Regions from separate parts of the Pan troglodytes genome. Here region 1 is linked to region 2. A link is a contact called in public HiChIP or PLAC-seq data. All regions are on one chromosome and are shown on one strand. The core of a region is the stretch at or near the end of the contact, and the rest is flanking DNA. Distances in the headings are between cores, read along the strand shown.

What was found. HiChIP or PLAC-seq counts read pairs in DNA pulled down with a chosen protein or histone mark.
Region 1: an H3K4me3 HiChIP or PLAC-seq map of stem cell-derived excitatory neurons shows a contact between it and region 2, with 3 times the contacts expected there. The contact joins the promoter of CRMP1 here to the promoter of STK32B in region 2. A contact is called at or near these places in 1 of 7 Hi-C or Micro-C datasets (stem cell-derived neural progenitor cells) and 1 of 1 datasets of contacts at active chromatin or transcription factors (stem cell-derived excitatory neurons).

The regions. Positions count from the first base shown.
Region 1 is chr3:6,213,542-6,217,367 of NHGRI_mPanTro3-v2.0_pri, forward strand. It overlaps CRMP1 (collapsin response mediator protein 1), which reads right to left and starts at 2,329. Exons shown (of 14, transcript XM_003310238.5): 1 at 1,832-2,329. The coding sequence starts at 2,212.
Region 2 is chr3:5,375,712-5,379,785 of NHGRI_mPanTro3-v2.0_pri, forward strand. It overlaps STK32B (serine/threonine kinase 32B), which reads left to right and starts at 2,360. Exons shown (of 11, transcript XM_024356003.3): 1 at 2,360-2,795. The coding sequence starts at 2,744.

The DNA.
Region 1 (3,826 bases), core at 1,079-3,578, 840 kb after region 2:
GCTGCGGGGCTGGCCCAGGCTGCGCCCTGGGGGAGATGCTGGCGTTGGTGACATTGACCGCAGTTCCAGAGGAACTCTCCTTGGACAGCTACGGGCCGTGCACAAAGCGCCCTCGCCTCCCTAGTACTCCACCACGCTTTGAGGAAGGCCGGAAGAAGACGGCCACCCCCATCTGACAGATGGAGAAGCTGAGGCTCAAGAGAGCAAAGCGCCTTGGCTGGAAACCCGGATTCCCTGGTGCTGGTCCCGCTTCTCGGCCCGCGGCCCAGAAGCCTCCCCATCGGGCTAGGGAGTTTGGATCCCAAGAGAGGTCGGACCACCAGGGAAGGTAGTGGACAGGGGGAGATAAAGAAGGGGTGGGGGAAGAGGAAGCTGGACTCTCGCACCATCTCCCTTTCTGATCACCCCACCACCACACACACATACACACACACACACACACACACACACACCCTTGCTGTTGGACCTCTCCCTCGCGAGGCTCCGGCTTCAGGACCACGGAGAGCTCTGGAGCAACAGAAAGCCCGCCCGCGAAGGGATGGGGCCCGAAGAGGCCCACCACCGTGTTTACCAGTTCCCTGCTCCTATTCCTCCAGGAAGCCCTCCCAGATATCTGCCCCGATCAAGCTCTGCTTCCCTCCTGGCTCACTTTGGGTCACTCATAGCATTTAAGAGGGCAAGGTTTAATTAAAATGATAATGATTGTAATAAAAGTTAACAACAAACATTTATTGAATGCTCACTACCGACCGGCATTAACTGATTTAATTCTCACAATGAATCCGTCGCTCACCCTAGCCTGGGAACTTCTGGAGGGTGGGGCCAGGTTGCTGAGCCAGGGACCTAGCGCCTACCCTGGGCCTGGCACCTAGCAGTTCTCCGGCATCCAGGTCTGGACCAATTCGAAAGCTCCCCAGCCCTCGGATGCTCCAACTTCCGTTTTTCTGGCACCTGACCCTGGCTCTCGTCGGTCCATCCAAAGGCTACGCCGTCCATCCGCCCTTCTTCCCCCAGTTCCCTGGTGACCCCCAGCTCAAGAGAGAATACCCGCAGGGCCCAAGCCCTAGCGTTCCCTCTCCCTGATCCTCCCGGCCCCATGCTCAGGTCTGGGAGGCTAGAGACCCCAGTTCAAATCCCAGCTCTACCTCCACCTTGCTCTGTGAAGCAGGCACATCGGTGTGTGCTGTGGAGCTCAGGAGTGCCCCTTGAATCTACTGGCGCTTGAGGGTAGGGGTTTACGGCTCCAACTGCCCGACGAACTAAATCCTTAACCAAATCCTTCCCCCCAGCAAGCATGAGGGGAGCGCTCGGAAAAAAAGCTCCTTCCAGCTTTAAGCTGTGTGGCCGCAGGCGACTCGCGGAACCTCTCCCGGGGCCCGGCACACAGTAGGTGCTCTATAATTACTACCGACTGAGTGGATGGATGAATGGACCAACACGGAACGGAGCTCCAGTTCTTTTCACAAAACAGAATGAGGGGCCTGGGTTAGATTCATCCCAGAGGTTCCTTCGCGTTTAAGCGTCCATGCGGTAGCTTTAGCCAACTTCCCCTCTCAGAACCTCTCTCCCTTTCTGTAGAAGAGGAGCCGGGACTGGACCCGGGCGATCCCTTCCGAGTCTCACGGACCACGCCGGCCAGCCCCGACCGAGTCGCCCCAGCTCTGGGAACCTCTTGCATGATGAGGTGGGGGAGGGGCCGCGCCGTGGCTCTCCCCAGCCTGGCGGCCGCTGCCCCAACACCGGGGCCCGGGCATGGCCCTCGGGCGCCCCATGCCCTGGGTCCTCCCGGGGCCCGCCCCCCTCGTCTGGCCCGCGCGCACCCCGAGGGTACCTGGCCATTGTCCCGGCCGAGGGGCAGGTCGCGGGGCGCGGGGCAGCGGATGCGCAGCGTCGGCGGCCGCTCGTCGCGCTCTCCGGGAGAGCTGACCGCGGAGCCCGAGGGCTCGCTCACGTCGCTGGCCGTGTCCTCGCTGCCTCCCGGCCCTGGCAGGCCGACCGCGTCGGGCCGGCCAGCGCAGCGCGGCGTGCGCGCCGAGCCGCGGCGGCCCACACTGTAGGCGTCGAAGTCGATGGTCTTGTTCTCGTAGGCGCCCTCCACCGCGGCGAACATGCCGCCGTACTTCTGGCGCGGGGTCTGCGCCGCGCTGCCCGGCCGCGCCAGGTACACGGGCAGGTCGTCCTCGGTGTTCCACGCGCGCCGCCGGTCCGCCATACCCGTCCAAGGCCGGCCACCCACCGCGCTCCCGCCTGCCCGCCCGCGGCCCTGGGCACCGCCGTGCGCCGCGCTCCGCGCCTCGGTGCGGGCCTGCGGCGGCCCGGGCGCGACTGCGGCCCGGGGAGGGGAGAGGCGGGGCGTGGCGCGCGCCGGGGCGGGGCCGGGGCGGGGCCTCTGGGCGGCTGCGGGCTAGCGGCGCGGCCAGCTACAAAGGACCAGGAGGCGGGGATCGCGGCTGGGGCGGGGAGGGACGGTGACGCGCCCGAGCCGCAGCGCGGAGGGCGGGCCGCAGCACCGCAGTGCCCTCGCCGCACCCCCCACTCTCCGCCCCCAGGCGGAGCGCAGGGCGCGAGGAGAGCGCGGGGCAGGAGCCGTGTGTGTACACTCGCGCGCCCACACGCTCTGGAGGCACACGCGGGTTCATACCTGCACACCAGACAATTACGCCAAACACATGAGAGATGCACAGACATGCTGGCACACACACGAGAGTCAATCACACATGCTCTCCAGAGATACATAGGGGCTCGATCATGCACACCATACTCAATGTTGCACACACATACACATATATGCTTGTGCACATTCCGAGTTCATTACAAACACACAACAGAAATCCTCATTGTCTCACAACCCCACTCACACACAGTATAACACCAAGATTAATTGCACAACTGGAGAGGCACATGCGTTGGACACACCGTTCATTCCGTCAGTATTGTTTTGCTGAGCGCCCACTAGTGCCTAGCACTGTTGTAGGAGCTGGGAACAGAGCCATGGACAAAATAGACCAAGTGCCTGCCCTCCAGGAGCTGACCTGCTAAGGAGGGGAATTGGATACAAAAGCACCCATATGGTGGGCCAAGAGGTGGTAAGGGCCAGGAAAGGTGGTGCAGCAGCCAAGAGGGACATGCTAGAGGCACACTCCGACAGACACATAAGAGAAGCACATTCTTGCATGAGAATCAGTGACACACACATACACGTGCACTCCAGTGACACCACACAACACACCAATATCAAAGGCAAGCTCAGGGCGATTCCACACATGTGCATCATAAACTGGCAACAGGATGCCCACACACAAGTCCACACCAGGAATAAAGGAAGTCAAAAGCTTAAATGAAAACGCTCCAGAGAAAGACACACAGAGACAGAGATGACCACACACACACAGCTGGCAGTCAACCAGACAGACAGATATTCCCTCATTCGAGGGGCACAGTCCACCTTTGTTGCTCCTGGAGCTTGCAGTCTGGGCGTTCTGGGGTTTCTCTGTCATGGAGGTCGCTCTGCTGGGACTCTCCTCTAAGGCCAGGCACCACCTGCCTCCTATAGACACCTTCCCTCATTTCTCCACGATTATCAGGCAGAGGATCCTGCAAGTCCCTGGGGACCCTACAGTCCCAGCTGCACTTCCTGGAGAGGCAGAATCGCCAGCTGCCGACCCCCTCCTCAAGCCAGTCTAGACAAGCAAAGTCAGGACTGGGTGGGGACTGCAGAGGGGAGCATCAGTGCTTCTTGCAATGTCCCCCCACCCATACATAGCCTTCCATGCTGGGAGCTGTCCCTTCAACCCCGGGCCCTGCCAGCTGCAAGCCAGAGCTCCCG
Region 2 (4,074 bases), core at 1,110-3,609:
CTTCTTCCGACCCGGTTGATTCCTTGCCCTTCCAGTCTCAGCTCCAGCACCCTCTCTGGCCAATGCCTTCTTTTCTTTTGTTTTTTTTTTTGAGACGGAGTCTCACTCTGTCACCCAGGTTGGAGTGCAGTGGCACAATCTCAGCTCACTGCAACCTCCGCCTCCCAGGTTCAAGGGATTCTCCCACCTCAGCCTCCCGAGTAGCCGGGATTACAGGTGGGTGACATTTCTGTCATGCGTGTCCTTGTGAAGAGACCACCAAACAGGCTTTGTGTGAGCAATAAAGCTTTTTAATCACCTCAGTGCAGGCGGGCTGAGTCCGAAAAGAGAGTCAGCGAAGAGAGATATGGGTGGGGCAGTTTTATAGGATTTGGGTAGGTTATGGAAAATTAAAAGTCAAAGGGGTTGTTCTCTGGGGGGCAGGGGCGAGGGTCACAAGGTGCTCAGTCGGGAGCTTCTGAGCCAGGAGAATGAATTTCACAAGGTAATGTCATCAGTTAAGGCAGGAACAGGCCATTTTCACTTCTTTTGTGATTCTTCAGTTGCTTCAGGCCATCTGGATGTATATGTGCAGGTCACAGGGGTTATGATGGCTTAGCTTGGGCTCAGAGGCCTGGCAATCACACCCAGCTAAGTTTTGTTTTTTTAGTACAGATGGGGTTTCTCCATATTGGCCAGGCTAGTCTCAAACTCTTGACTTCAGGTGATCCACCCGCCTCAGCCTCCCAAAGTGCTGGGATTACAGGTGTGAGCCCCCACGCCCAGCCTAGCACGATATCAGTATATTCCTCATAACAATGTTAGAAAGGGAAAGTACTCTTATTAGCACCATCTGGACTCAGATGAAGAAACTGAGTCCAGAACAGGTTAAGTAATTTATCCAAGTTAACTGGCTAATGAGGGGCAAAGCAGAATGAAACCTGGGTAGAATGAGCTCAGAGCCCATGCCTGTCCACATTCCGCCCTATGCTTCTTGAGCTAGGGGCCAGCTCTGTGTTCAGGGCATTGCCTGCTGCACACTGGCCACTCAGTGTATGCTTGTTGCTGGAATGAAAGGCCAGAAATATTTATTCATCATTTATTATATGCCGGGCACTGTTGCCTGCTTTTATAAATATTACCTGATATAATTCTCACAGCCAACCCAAGGAGTTAACATCAATCAGCCCACTTTGCAGATGAGAACTCCAAGGTGGGACACATTGCCAGTAAATGGTAGAGCCAGCTGTGGGTCATGGTGGCTGGGCCTGCCTCAGACCTTCTCAGTTCTTTCCCACTGCCTTTAGGAGATTTTTTGTTTTGTTTTGTTTTTTTCTGTATTAGGCTCCCCGGCTTCCCTCACCCTTCCCCCAAGAAAAAGAAAGAAGGGGAGAGAACTGGAGAGAGAGACCAGGTAGGGGACGGGGACTGGGGGACGAGATAGGATGGAGAGACTCACAAAAACCCCCCTGCTTTCTATCAAAGCACGGACAGTGGTTCCAGGCGCCCAGCAGATGGCAGGATGTGGCCAAAGATTCCCTGCAGTCCCGGAGAGCTGGGCCCGCAGGACTGCAAGGCAGGGGGACCTGCCTGTCACTCAGGGAGCGTCCTGGGAACCCGCGCTCGCCCCACATGTCTTGGGGCGCATCTGCCGCACCCCTTACTCAGGCACCCGCAACTGTGGCGCGTATCTCCCGATCCAGGCTCCCGCCGCAGGAGCCCAGGGACCCTGATGCTAGCCTCGCCCCTAAATCGGACGCCGATGCCGCCCGATTTTGGGGGAATCCCGAGACTCATGCCCAGCCATTCCCAGGGAGAATGGTTTGGGGCAAACTATGGCTGTCTGAGGCCTCAGTTTCCCCATGTGCAATGAAGGGGTCAGATTAGTATCTAATCTTAAGGGGTCAGAAATTATCTAAACAGATACTTTCATTCATTAAACACTGAGAAAAACCTTAAGAGGAACAGCGTCGGTTGGAGAGCCAGCAGACACTCCACTGCCCATCCCAATATGAATGGGCAAATACAGGCTAGCGGGAAGTCCTGGGACTCCCTTCGCAGCCAGGGCCGACTAACCACCGACCTAAGAGCCCCTCTACCTCTAGACCTCCGTCTACTGCACTCTAAAATATGAACGATGCTTTCTTACTGCTGGGTTGTTGGAGGCGGATGTGGGATGGTGCTAACAAAGCGCGTAGCCGGGGCCTGGCCATAGTGGGTGCTGACAAACCGCTTACTGCCTGCAGGGACCGAGCTCCTGGCCGAGGGAGGAGGGCCGAGCAGGGACTCAGATTCTTCCGGGCCGATCCCTTTCTCAGCTCCTTCCGCCCTGCCGCCGCCCACTGCGTGCTGCCTTCGCCCGTCCCCTCCTCCCCCGCTCCTTCCCCTCCTTCCCCTGCTCCCGCGCCGCCTCGCGTCTCCCGCCCGCTGTAGCCGGCGAGGAGCGCCGCACGTTGGCCCCGGCGCGAGGAGCTCCCGGGTTCCCGGGCGGGCACTGGAGTAAGGACCTGCGAGCGCAGCCCGAGGCGGGGCACGGCGGAAGGCGCGGCGAGAGCGGGGTCCCTGCGAGCGCAGTCCGAAGGGCGTCCAGGAGAAGGGGGACGCCGTCCCCGCCCCTGCACGGTGCTCGGCCCCCTCGGGCTCCGCGCGCGGCTACAACCCGGACTGGGCGCGCCCCCGGCATCCCGCATCTCTGCGCGCGTCCCACATCCCGCATCCCGCATCCCGGCGGCCGGGCATGTAGCAGCGGCAGCAACGGCGGAATATGGGCGGGAACCACTCCCACAAGCCCCCCGTGTTTGACGAGAATGAGGAAGGTAAGAGGGCGAGAGGAGCGAATTCCCGCTTCGCGCCGCCCCGCCCCGCTCGGGCAGGGGCCGGGCATCCCCTCCCTCCACCACCCTCGGCCGAGCCCTGCGGGGCACCGCATGCTGCCCGGCGCGGGGACCCAGGCATGGCCACTTCGCCCAGCGAATGCAGTGTGTGCCCGACCCGTGCCAGGCGCGGCGCTTCTGCTGAGGCAACTCCTAGGTACCCAGTGCCGTTTAGTAGTCGGGACGGTGCCTAGCGCGGGACTGGGGAGGCGGCTTCAGAGAGTTGAACCCGAAACCTGCACTTGGGGGTGTGGAAGGGAGGAGTTGACTTCGGAGGCCAGTCAGGATGTTTCTAGGCTCGGGCTCCCCAGGAAACCGAGGTTTCCTTGAGAGCCCGAGGCTGACGGAGGTGGCTTGGAAGGGCGGGTTGCACCGTGTGTCTGTGTGTGTGTGCGCGTGCCCACGACGCATTTGGTCTCGTGCAAGGGCCTGTTGGATGCAGCTCTCCTCAATCACCCAGGACAGAGGGAAACTTTTCTTTGCTAAACTCTGTGGTTCCTAGGACGGCGTCCTGTTCTGGGCAGCCTCCCCCTGGCGCAGAAGTGGTGTAGGCTGTCCAACCGCATCTCAACTTCCTGGCTGGATCCTTGCGGTTCAGGTCGATAGAGCTCACTATTTGGACTAGCAGAACCCTCTTTCCAGTGCAGCGTGTCCCTGGAAAACTTACTTCACCTCTCTGAAACATTAGTCCCTTCATCTATGAAATGTGAGTTATGATACCACTAGCTACTTTATAGGGTTGTTTGAAGCTTAACCACTAGTAATCCACGTGAAAAGTGCCTTATAAATGCAAGCAGTACCGAGCTGTGCCGTTTTTTATCTGTTAAGAGCCCTCTGCCTCTCAAAGCTGGTTTCCTACTGTGCTGACTCGCCAGTCTCCACTGTGCCCCAGGTAAGAGCTGAGACATACTGAGCACTTACTATGTTCCAGCCATGCTAGCACATAGTGTTCACTCAATCCTTTTCATGCCCCTTGAGGTGGCTACCTTAGAAAGGGGTCTGTCCTGGTCACTGCTGGTAAGAAGTAGAGCTGGGCTTGAGGCAGGACAGTCTGCTTTGAAAGCTGTGCCTGTCATCATTACCCAGGGCACTGGCTGTGTGCGTACATCATGGATGGCTTCTAGAACTCCCAAGGCTGTGAGTGCTACTCAGATGCCTGCCTGGACAGCCCTTCTCAAAAAGATAGACGAACACAGTCAAGGTTAAGTGAGCACCTGCTGTG